2 separate regions of the Mus musculus genome follow, and region 1 is linked to region 2. Evidence: chromatin contacts called from public promoter capture Hi-C data. All regions are on one chromosome and are shown on one strand. Each heading gives the region's core, a stretch centred on a gene start, on an enhancer-like site or on the middle of the called end of the contact. The rest is flanking DNA. Distances are from core to core; before and after follow the strand shown. Region 1 holds the start of Nsg2 (neuron specific gene family member 2). Region 2 holds the start of Ppp4r3b (protein phosphatase 4 regulatory subunit 3B).

What was found. Promoter capture Hi-C pulls out the DNA fragments that hold promoters and counts their contacts.
Region 1: a contact with region 2 is called in a promoter capture Hi-C map of the C10 cell line, with 5 times the contacts expected there. The contact joins the promoter of Nsg2 here to the promoter of Ppp4r3b in region 2. A contact is called at or near these places in 2 of 39 promoter capture datasets (the C10 cell line and pre-B cells).

Annotation. Positions count from the first base shown.
Region 1 is chr11:31,997,049-32,003,253 of GRCm38.p6, forward strand. Nsg2 (neuron specific gene family member 2) reads left to right here and starts at 3,371. Exons shown (of 5, transcript NM_008741.4): 1 at 3,371-3,548; 2 at 4,683-4,832. The coding sequence starts at 4,704.
Region 2 is chr11:29,168,565-29,174,820 of GRCm38.p6, forward strand. Ppp4r3b (protein phosphatase 4 regulatory subunit 3B) reads left to right here and starts at 4,412. Exons shown (of 16, transcript NM_134034.3): 1 at 4,412-4,883; 2 at 6,109-6,164. The coding sequence starts at 4,742.

The DNA of each region.
Region 1 (6,205 bases), core at 2,121-4,620, 2.8 Mb after region 2:
CTTTGGGGGTGGACTTTTCTTTTTCCTGTAACCGGCAGTTTTTCTGCCTTCCACATCCCCCACATCTTGTTTGCTAATGGACAGAGGCAAATTTTTTTTTGTCACCACAACTTGGAGGAAGATACTACTGACATCTAATAAGTAAATGAAGGGATATTGTTAACAAAGACACAAGACAGCCTCCCCACTTCTTCAGCTAGTGGTCTTGACGTGAATCCTGTACTGAATCATTGCTGATTTTCGGTTTGCCACATTCATTCCATCCGTACTGACAACTGCAGTTGTCACGGAGTCTAGGTGGGGACTCCTTTCTCCTAAAGTGTGGGGTCATATACATAGACGTTTTAGTTTTCAGTTACACAGATTTAAGATTGTTGCGCCTATTTGTGAATCAATACTAGCTGATCATAAAGTTCCCTGTTCTCAATTGTCGTTTTCTTTCCCTGGGGTCTGCTGTGTCTAACACTAATGCAGCCACTTTGAGCTTCTGTCAGATCACAGATTTGTTCCTTTTCTCATGGCTGTATCTAAATGCCTGGCAAAAAGCGACGTAAAGGAGGAAGGGTTTACCTTGGCTCTTGGATCTGAAGTTGCAGCCCATTGGGGCAGGGAAGCCTGTCTGTGGGATCAGCTGCTGTCACGTAGCAGAAAGCTGCAGGAACCAATGGGAGACAGGGGTTGGCTCCACACAGCTAGCTTTCTGCTTTGCAACTTTTGCTCATTTAGAGACTCCAGATCATGGGAAAGTGCTCCCTGGTATCCAACAAGGGTCCTCCTCCCTCAGTTAATTCTCTCTGGAGGATCCCCACCCCCCCATGGACACACCCAGAGGTGTGCCTCACTAATTAATGCCTCCGTGGATGCTATTCAGTCCAACCAGGTTGATGGTGGAAATGAACTGTCACACTCTACCCAGTGTCATCACAGTGTGTCTGTCTTCCTGAAACTCTTTTTAATTTCTCTTTTCCATGATCTTTTATTGAACTCTTTTCCTTTGTATGTTTGTTGGTTTTGTTGGGTTTTTTTTGTTGTTGTTGTTGTTGTTGTTTAGGTTTTTTGAGACAGGGTTTTTTCTCTGTAGCTTTGGATGCCCTGGAGCTCATTCTGTACCAGGCTGGCCTTTGTAGTTCTTGAACAGTTAGACATTCCAGGATGCCATTGCACTGTCTCCTAGAATGTCTCACCGCCATGGCAGGCTGCAGAGAGGGCCCAGCTGAGACCAGTCCTGTCAGTCAGACCACCGGTGGATCTTCCTAGCCAGCATGTGTCATGGAGATCCTGCAGCTTTGGATCTGCCAGATCCTAAAGCCTTCATGCACTCCAACAGTTCATAGATGGGTTAGATGTTGGGGTGGCCTAACTCATTGCCCTGGATCTGGGCCTGAGTGCTAGCTGAGCTGGTCAGCCTGCCAGTTCTCCTGCACCCACCACACCACCAGGGCGAACTCTCCAGCACTGCCCCAGCCAGCTTACCCAGTGATGCAGCCAGTGAGGGTCAGGGCCAGCTCTCCTGCTGTCATGCCCTTGAGGCCGGCTCTCCCACCCTCTGCACAGTAGATGATGTTTATTGCATTTTGATTATTACACACACACACACACACACACACACACTATGTATCTTTTTGGCTATCTTAAGATTGCAAAAAACATACTTAAATTGATACAGATTACTTGGACCCAAAGCTTCATCACTTAAAGCAGTCTATAAGGCCATATCCGACACCATCTTGGTTTCTTTCCACCGCACTCTGCTGCACAGATGTCTTGCATGTTGCGTACATTGAAAACCTCATCAAATGATGTGATAGTATTTGCTTTCAATCCTCAATTTTTTTTTAAATACCAATTATTCTATTTTATCTGGAACCCCTCAACCTTGTTCTCCATCAAGGTTAGACATGCCATTCCAGCCATGGCCTTCCTTCCAGCTTGGGTCTTAACCTCACAGGTCACCAAGCCTGGACTTCTCCTTGCCTCCAGGCAAGCTGCTTTCTGGAGCTTAGTGAACTCTAGGGACCTCTGTCTTGAAAAGTGTGGCTTTTCCTTGTCAATCAGCCATGAACTATCAGAGGGGATTTCTTTGACTCTTAGGGCAGCAGCGTTAGGATCTGAAATATACATGTTCACAATTGAACCTGTGGTTGCTGGCTATACTGTGCTGGTCTCGTGCCATGCATGAATTTGGCAGTCATTTAGGTCTTTGGAAAGAAGGGGAAGGAAAACCAATATTTCTTAGAATACTTCCCTCTCACACATATACATCACCATTTAACACTGCCCTGTGTGGTGCTGATAGATGACAGCCTTCATGGTCTCAAAAACCCTTACACACATTTCATGCCCGAACAATACAGAAGACACACGCGTTTCTGTGCCTTGTAACACATAGACACTAGCTAGGGTGATTTTTTTTTTTCCACACAGAACAAATATTTTTTAAATCAAAGTGAACCACTCAGTCAGTACTGCAGCTGTTGATGAACAGTGATTTGAGCCACAGCTGGGAGAAGTCACTGGCAGTGGGCTCAATCATCCCTGTGGTTGAAATAGGCGTTCAGAGCATCTCTCACAAGTCAGATGTGTTTCCATGGGTACATTCTCTTCCCGTACTCCCTGCCATCTCATTCTGCAAGTGCTGTTATCCTCCATCAAAGGCAAGGCAGCAGAGGCTCAGGGAGTGGCTGAAAATGTGTCAGACCCACCCAGCCAGTTTGGTCCGGCTGACACTGCCTCTCCACTCCTTCTTACTCTGGTCAGCAAACTGGATGTTATTTAACGTCTTGACCTAGATATGGATTTTGGGGACAAGAGTCAGGGATCAAGTCCCAGTTCTGGCCTTTTCCAGTTCTGTGACCTTAGACAGGTCAAGTCTATGCACTGTCTGCAGTTTATGCAGGTGTGTTCACAGTGCAAGCCACCCCATTTCCCAGTCTTTGTTAGAAACCACAGTTTACAAAAGAGGGCAGTAGCTTGAAAGAGACCAGAAAGGTGTAACAGCACAGGAAATGGAAAGTAACTACCAGTTTACTTTCTCTTCTAACCCAGAGCAGGTGTTTTGAGTTTTACAGTATTGTTAGGGAAGCTTTAGCAAGAGGGGAGCCCTTCTCCTAAAACAAAACAAAACAAAACAAAAAACAAAGTGCCTGCTTTTTCAGTTTCCACCAAAGACTCAAGAATTGCATTTTACATTATTGTAAAAAAAATTATAAGCCACATTACTGTTTTTGGAATAACCAAAATTCCTTCCACTTTTCTTTAAAACGTTTGTCCTATGCAGGGGTTGTGGCCATGCATGAGAAACAGCAGGTGGTGCCAGATGACAGGTGGTGTGGGAGCCGTCCCCGGTGGGAGGCGCGAGCTGGCGAGCAGGCTGGCAGCTGCCAGATCTTCTCTGCGCGCTGGCGCCTCGTTCTCAGAAGCTCCGGATCCAGGCACGCGAGGGCTGCTTTTTTCAGCACCACGCTCTGGCTGAGGAGGGAGGACTCCTGTTTGTCCTCCTCCTCTACATATTGGCTTGACTCTGCTCTGACCCCCACCAGTGCCGCACAGTAAGTAGGCATTTGTTTTTGTTGTAACCACTCCCCAGCACCCTCCCAGCCCTTACCACCCTGTCATCCCCACAACTCCGTTTGTCTAATTACGTCCCACCAGCCGGATTGACAGGAGAAATTCAGTTGTGCAGGGCTTTTGAGGGTGCGGTGAAATCAATCCTTGAGTTCAAAGGGAACTGGAGGGAAATAATGTGATTTGTTTATTTAGTTGGCAATCTTGCAATATGGGGGCTGCTAACTTTCCATGAAAAGAAAGAAAGGAAGGAAGAAAGAAAGAAAGAAAGAAAGAAAGAAAGAAAGAAAGAAGGAAGGAAGGAAGGAAGGAAGGAAGGAAGGAAGGAAGGAAGGAAGGAAGGAAGGAAGGAAAGAAAGAAGGAAAGAAAGAAAGAAAGAAAGAAAGAAAGAAAGAAAGAAAGAAAGAAAGAAAGAAAGAAAGAAAGAAAGAAAGAAAGAAAGAAAGAAAGGAAGGAAGGAAGGAAGGAAGGCCCTGGCTATTGAGGAAATGGAGCTATTTCATGGCTGAATAAGGAGATCAGGTTCAAGCCAGCCTCTTTCTGATGTAGAAACCTGGGTCTCGTGTACAATCTACATATTATGTAAAAGAGAGAGAGAGAGAGAGAGAGAGAGAGAGAGAGAGAGAGGGGGGTCTTGAGAGAGAGATTGACTGTATTTAATTGTGTTTTAGAGATTGGTGAAGAAAAGGCAAAATAGCGATGTGGGTGGTGAGATGAAATGTATCTTACTGCAGGGGGCCCAGAATAATGGAGTTTCCTTTTGTGCTAAGAACAATCTTGCCAGTGGGGCTCTAGGGATATGTTAGCCACAGTTTCTTGGTATTTTTTTTAAGCTCATTTAAAAAAAAAATGAAGGTCTGAGGTTTTGGGGGTTTTTTGGTTTGGGGGTTTGGGGGTTTGGGAGGGGCTCCCTAATTCGAGGGTTGGTGAACTCGGTGAGCAGTTAGCACATTCTGATGATTAATGAAGTTTCCCCGGACAATGGGAATCATGTCAGGAAATCTAGTGGGAGATTGATGGCTGTTGCCAGGTTGAATGCTGCTGCAGTTGAGCTGTCTCAGACCGTCCTCAGCCCCTCACATTCCCACTGTAACCAGAATCCTGCTGCTTGCCTTAGGTCTGGAATAAAAGCAGAAGCATGGTGAAGCTGAACAGCAACCCTGGAGAGAAGGGGGCCAAGCCGCCTTCCGTGGAGGATGGTTTCCAGACCGTCCCTCTCATCACGCCCTTGGAGGTTAATCATTTGCAGCTGGCTGCTCCCGAGAAGGTAACCGGGTGATCTTCCTTTCCTTGTCCCCCAGGCTACCCTAACCCAGGAACCCAAGCAGCAAAAGATTTTTTTTTTTTTACCCCTTCAAATCCTTTCATTCTTCCAGCCACCAAACAGGCTCCCTTCCTTGGAAAATATTGTGTCCAGAGATGAGACATTTCTTGTGTTATTGCAGATTTATGGTGTTTGCTCATAATCTACACATACAGGCAAACAAATTAATGTTCTCTTGTTAAGATTTTAGCATGGTAGATGAATACACATAAGCTTCTATGCAGTGATGAAGGGGGAAAGGCTTGTCTTCATTTTCTTGAGGTGTTTTGAAAATGGATTGGTATAGCTAGGAAGGCAGAGACTTGGACTCGCTCAATCCAGCAACTCAGTTTGCCTCTGCCGAGCTCTTGCCCCTTTGCAAGGAGTTGGTTATAAAAAGATAAACTTTTAAAAACCCTTCTTCAAAGGAACCCAGTGCATCGTGGTAAATGCTGGACCCAACCATCACAATGGGGGGGGGGGCTGGGGTATGAGAGGGAAGGCAGTATAGATGAGCTGCAGGGGAGAAGATGGGGTAGGAGAGGGAAGGCAGGATAGACGGACGAGCTGCAGGAGAGAACATCCAAATTGGAGTTTTAAAGGTAAGTAAAAGCTGTACCAGTTTGAAGTGGAAGAAAAATAGGGTATTTAAGGCAAAGGTGAAAGAGAATGCGCCCAGTGTGGGAAGCTCCTGTGGACACCGTGGCTGCAGGAGAATGTCCGGGAGACGGGGCTGGGAAGCAGCCTCTGGCTGATGCCACATCTCCTGATTTGAATAATGGAGGTGGCAGAGGGGTGTCATCCCACAAACATAGGTAGGAGAGAGTGTGTAAGGTCTGCCTGAGAGAGCTGAGGCTTTAGGCAGTGAGCTATTGCACGTGGTCTCGAGAGGTTTATGTGTGTGTGTGTGGGGGGGGGGACCCTGCTCCCAGACTGGAGGCTAAACAATAGATCATCCATCCGCTCGATTTATTTCATTGGCATCTCCAGGAGGGCATTGTGTGTCCATCCAATCAATGAAGAGGAACTAAATCGAGATAAGGAGCTGGCTGATTGGCTGGGCTGAGTCATTTGTTTTGAAAGCAGAGAGGTTTTTGACAGAAGAATGTGTCAGGGTGGGTGGTAGAAATGGAGTTGTTGAGCTAACCTCAGAAACTAAGGAAGCCTTTAGGAATGAGCTTTGAGCACGCAATTGCTGCTAAGGAAACGTGAAGAGATGGTTTTGAGAACTCGCCTCAGACACAGCAGACACACTCAGGATTTCTGCTTGTTTGTTGTGAACTTCATATTGGAAACACCAGGCGATTTAGAAAGTCCTGTTATTGAGGTCACCCCCA
Region 2 (6,256 bases), core at 3,162-5,661:
ATATACATATATATTAGCTAAGTATTAGAAACATAACACTATGTCAAAGTCAGGAACAAAACAAGCACCACTATTATTCAACACTTCTGGTGGTTATGAAATTAAAAGGTGTATCAGAGAAAAACAAAAACACTTTGAGATGACCACCTAAACCACTTAACAAAACAAGTATGATTCACAAGTGAGCACATCAGAGGAACTAGCTCTCTTCCTCAGGAGTCCAAGCTGCTATGTGGAGAACTCGTTTCCACTTTTCTCAGCAAAACTTTTCCAGGCCTTGAAGAGCTAAACCTGCAATGACTTTGTCCTATGCCTGTAGTCTATTTTATGGTTAAATACCTGCTCCCAAAGAGTGCAAGTGAAGTCTACGAAGCCTCTTAGCTGCACACTGAAAATCTAATTCCAGGTGTAATGTGACTTCCCAACTCAACATTCTGGCTGATTTTAGGTCCTTTGGTGTGTAATCTTCCAAGCAGTTCCCATAGATTTAAACCTAGTTACCATGGTTTCAGAGCTAGAGAGAAAATAAATAAGTAGTAAAGGAAAGAAAGTGCTTGCTTTTATAAGGATTCATGAGCTGCATCTACAAGGTCTGAGGGTCCAAAAGTCTACAATCCCAAAATCACTAAGGGGCTCTCAACCACATTTTAAGGCTTCGGTTTTCCCAACAAAAGCCTTGGTTACATAGCCAAGACTAGCCTGAGCATTCAGATATCTTTAAAATATAAAATGGAGCTCCACGTACCTCAAGTCCTATATCTACCCTTAAAATTGCAAGAAATAAGCTCAAGTCTATCACTTGGGACCTAGATTTAGTCTCTGAAATATCCTAAATACCTCAATTTCAGTCTCTAGTTATTTCCTCCATATTTTTTAGGTGCCTGAAATTTTGCACAGGCAACATGGTTATTGTCAGCAAAAAGAGGCCACATTGTGTCAGACACTAAAACCATTCCGCAAAAACAATCTTACTGCTTGTTTTCTTGCCTTAGTATACAACCTGTGATGGCCATTCATGGTTGTCAGCTTGACTAAATCTGGAATTAACTAAAACCCAAGCAATTGGATAGGTTCCTGTGCTGCTTTGAATGAAAATGGCCCCCATAGGCTAACAGGAAGTGGCACTATTTGAAAATAGTAGGACTTGTGCCCTTGTTGGAATATGTATGGCCTTGGGGTTAGGCTTTGGAGTTTCAAAAGCCCAACCTAGGCCCAGTGGCACATTCTCTCTCCCTGCTGCCTGTGAATCAAGATGTAGAACACTCAGCTACCTTTCCAGCACCATGTATACTTGTGTGCTGCCAGGCTTCTGCCATGTTGATAATAGACTGAACTTCTAAGCTGTAAGCCAGCCCCAATGAATGTTTTCCCCAATTATTGTTGTGGTGTTCGTGTTTCTTCACAGCAATAAAACTCCAACTAAGACAGTAACCTGGGTACACAGGGATTTTTTTTTCCTTAATGAAATTATTTGAAGTGGGAAGATCACCTTTAATTTGGGCCACACCTTGCCTGGCAGCTTATGTAAAGGACATGGAAGAAGGAAGTTTGCTCTCTTTACTTGTTCCTACTCTTGATCTCACTGGCAAGTCCATTCCTTCACTGGAGCCTACTTCTTCAGATTCTGCCATATACTGAAGACCAACAGAGTCATAGAGACATACAGCCTCATAGACTAAATTACTAGATTCTTGGACCTTCCATTCATAGAGAGCCATTGGACTAGCTAGACCATAGGCTGTAAGCCTTTCTATAAATACACACACACACACACACACACACACACACACACACACACACACACAATCATTCTCAGAGAAGGTCATCAGAGAACTGAAAGTGGTAACAATATACATACATACATACATATTATATACATGAATTCTACCAAACTCATATGGCTTAAGGGAGGGTTTTTTGTTTTTTGTTTTCTGCATTTTTTTTCCTCCTGCAAAAATACCTGTGTCAGGTAGGAGAAAGGGTTCTAATGTGCTTGCCGCCAAGACTGACAACCTGACTTTGACTTCTAGGACTGACTTCTACACTATGTTGTAGCACAGCCCCTCCCTTCACCAAATGAATAAATCTCATTTTTTAAAAGCTTCTATGGCAGTGATGAGATGTTTCAGCAGTTAAAGAATTCTGGTGGAGAACCCATCTGGCTATTCACAACTATAACTCTGGTTCTAGAGCATCCAAAACCTTCTGGTAACCACACACATACAAAAACACACGCAATAAAAATCTTTTTTAAAAATGTGTGGCATTTGTATTGTAATATAACTATATAAAGTATTATAGTAATATAATCCAAAAATGATACAAATTATTCTGCAGGACCTTATAGGTTATAAGCAAAACATATGCCATTTTATATGAAAGACTTCATCATACAGATATTGGGATGGATTTGAGTCCTGGAAACAGTCATTTAAATCATCAAAAGACAACTACAGTATATTTACACACACATTTGCACATGCTAAACTATTTCTAAAACAAAATACAGCATAAAACCTAGTGGAAAGAAAACAATGTTCAAAAATTACTTAACATTTTTAGATGATGATAGCAGCATTAAATCAAATGTACAAATGTATAGGACACACACCAAGGAACTGCCCCCAGTCTAACCTCACACACAGTGAGAATGAGAGGGGATCTAGTGGGGAGTGATATAGTCACTGTTTTCTGGAGAATAGCGGGAAGCGGGAGCTGAAGAGACTTACCTTGCATTGCAGAAGTTCTTTGCCATTTTAATTTTTTCACATATAAAGGTATTACTTGTAAAGATCAAGGACATCAGGGGCTCATTTGGGCTACAACCTTTTGGAGTTGTAGTTTCCTTGTAAAAGACTCTGGGGGAAGGTATGGCTATGGCACAGTGATGCTTCCAGACTACAGCATAAGCTGGATGGACCCTGACCAAAACATTCTACAGAGAATGCTCTGGGCACCTGAAATTTCTGTCCTAAAGGCTGAGTGGGCTTCCAGGATCTATCCAGTGCTCTTGCCAACGTTCTTTTCTCCTTTAGAGTGGGCAATGAAAAGGATGCTTAGACAAATCCTTGGGTGTCCTCTAACATTGGGCTAAAACACTGACTCTGGAAAGCTTTCTATGGCCTTCCCCAAACAAGTCATATTTTCCCTGGTTCAAAGTACATTTTGTCCATATCAGTCACAGATTATCAGGGACTTATGTATAGTGATTCACGTCCTTTTATCATAGGCAGAATCCTGTTACATACCATAGGCTGCAATTTCCATATGCAGTCGTTACAGGCAAATGACAGCAGACCAGGCTAATTTTCTTGGTCCCTCATACATTTAAAGAATCGCAATGATAGTTCAAATTTTGAAATCCTTTTCAATCAAGCGACTATGTACATAAGACACCCTTTTAAACATGAGTTGCCGCCTAACCTCGTCAAATCATAAGCACACTTTGACAAGCATGGTGATGACTACAACTCCCGAAATACACCGCGGGATCAACATGTGCACCTGCCCCGTGTTCACCTTTCAGGTTAGAGCCAAGAGTTGAGGGACCATATAAGAGAACGGAGAGGCGGCAGAACTACGCTGGGAGCGGATGCCTTCGGGCGAGCGTCACGCTCTGAGCGACGTTAACTTCACGCTGGAAACCGTTCTTGCGGCACATGAAGCTGAGAGCTCCCCGAGGATTGTGAGGCTGTACGCCTGTGCTTGCCTCGTCGCTGCCGCCGGTCTCTCTGAACCTTTTAATGGTCCGTGGTACCCGGCTAACGGAAGAACGCTTCGGCGGGAAATAGGAACTGTCAACGCGTTTGTGGAACATTAGATCGCCCACTGCTCATCGTGGCCATGGAACACCTTCCCGGCAGAAGCCTCGCAGATTCTATAACGGATTTTAGTGGGTGAAGGCTCGACCTCCCATCGTCTTCACGAATGACTCGAACACCCTCACCCCGTCTCAGTCCTTTTCGGGCTGTCAGCCTGAGTCCCTACACTTGGCTTCACTCTAGTCCTGTGCACGCATTCGGACTTCTCAGCCTGGCTCTGTTCTGCTGAGAGCAAGTCCAGAGTTGACAACCCGCCACATGACCAACATCAGCCCTACAAATCCCGAAGAACAACTCGGCAACTCCATCGCCAAGGCAACCTTCTACACACGCTTCCTCCCGGCGCAGGTAGAAAAGCTCGCGGGACTTCCCCGCCCAACTGAGATTCCCGAATCAGGAAGCGGGGCCGAAAGAGGAGGAAGTCCCTCCTTGGCCGGCTCACCTCGGCGGCGCACTCCTCGCGAGATCGCCGAGGTCTGACTCTCCGGAAGTGTGTTCGGAGGTAAAGGTACTGTGCGTTGGGCTCGTCGGCCGCCGTAGCCCCTGCTAGGGCAGCCCGTACGAACCTGCTGGAAGAGGAAGAGAAAGGCAGAGAGTCGGGTTACAAGATGGCGGATCTGTAGTAGTAACCGCGGCGGGCGGCGGCAGCGGGAGAGCGAGCGAGCTCCGGGACGCAAAAGGAAGGGAGAGTGGTTGTGCGCCGCGGTGAAGGGAGGGGTAGCGGAGACCACGAGCGGAGGGCTCTCGGTGGCTCTGGTCACCCCTTCTCGCGGCTAAACCTTTAGAGCCATGGTAAACTCGGGCCTCTCCAGAGTCGCTGCCACCACCGCCGCTGCCGCCACTACCGGCTCTCAAGAGTGAGGGATACCGGCGAGGTGAGCGAGGAGGTGGCGGCTGGAACGGTGGGGCCAGAAGCCACCATGTCGGATACACGGAGGCGAGTGAAGGTCTATACCCTTAACGAAGACCGGCAATGGGACGACCGAGGCACCGGGCACGTCTCCTCCACTTACGTAGAGGAGCTCAAGGGGATGTCGCTGCTGGTTCGTGCCGAGTCCGACGGTAAGGGTATTGGAACGGTGGGGTAGGGGATAGTGCATCGGTTGCGGCACAACCTGAGGGTTAAGCGCTGCGCTCCGGTACTGTATTCTGACTAGCACCACTAGGGACAGCGCATTGGTCTTGAGCCTGCCCTTCTTTACGATAAAAACAAACTGCTGGGCCTGGATTTACTCTCTGTCAGACGTGAACTCGCAGTTCTCCGCCTCCATCCCTATTGAGGATTTGACTCCTTCTCCCCCCCCCCCCACCCCCCCATCCCAACCCGGTAGTTGAGGTTTAGAATGTATGAGTGGGAAGTCAGTAGAAGACCAGGTAGGAATATCGCCCATGAGATGACCCCCGACTCCCGAGCCGCTTTAGGTACAGTCCTGTCGGTTGTACCTATGTAGCATAAAAGGTTTAGAGAAACTCTGCCTTAAAAACAAGTTTCAGTTGTTCCAATCGCCAGGTGCTGGGGAAAACTAAAACGGACTTTCTCTTGGAGTTACTACAGACTGTTGCCACGAAACACACAAGCACGTACATATTTATTGATTGATCCCTCCAAGGCTGCCGTTGTAGGGAGTGAAAAAGTGGGTTCCACAATCTCGGCAAGTTAGAAAACTAAAGCGGACTGTGAAGTTGTATTTGTTGATTGCAGAATTCATAGAAACCATTTTAATATTAAAAACTGACAGCCATAATAAAAAAGCTACTACTTATATATACTCAAGAGCTGCCCAACTGGAACAGCTAATGCATTCAAGAAATAAAAGAATAGCAATCTTAGATCATTTTGGGCAAATGTTGTACTAGTGCAGAGTCCCTCATTAGGAGTTAAGAGGCATTTATTTCTACATTATGAAGAGGAGGGTTTGTCAAAGGAAAAGGATAAATATCATTTGTATGGTAAGTCTCTCTGGGGTCCTTGTAATTTGTTTTGTTAGACAGGAAATTCAGTGAAACAGCTTTTGTTAAAGTTTAGTCTTCAAATGGTCAATTAGACCTTAAAGGTTTTAGTTACCTCATAGTCTGAATATTGATTTCACATTTCCTTCCTTCTGAGGACATATGGAGGTAGGATGAAACAGTCTAAGTTAACCATGTAGTCTTTATTTAGAAAATATGAATTAAAATACATTTGTAGCTTCAGATGTTCATCTGGTGAGAAGACATGAAATGCTTACTAGATGTGTGCTACTGAAGGTTTTATAATTTCAGACTTTTTTTTTTTTTACTCTTTCAGGATCGCTACTCTTAGAGTCAAAGATAAATCCAAACACTGCATATCAGAAACAGCAGGCAAGTAGTTGTTTATCTTTAATTTGAAAACTTCATCTGTGATCCAGGATGTATTATTTATGTGACAAAGATGGGAATATTTTCCAGACAAG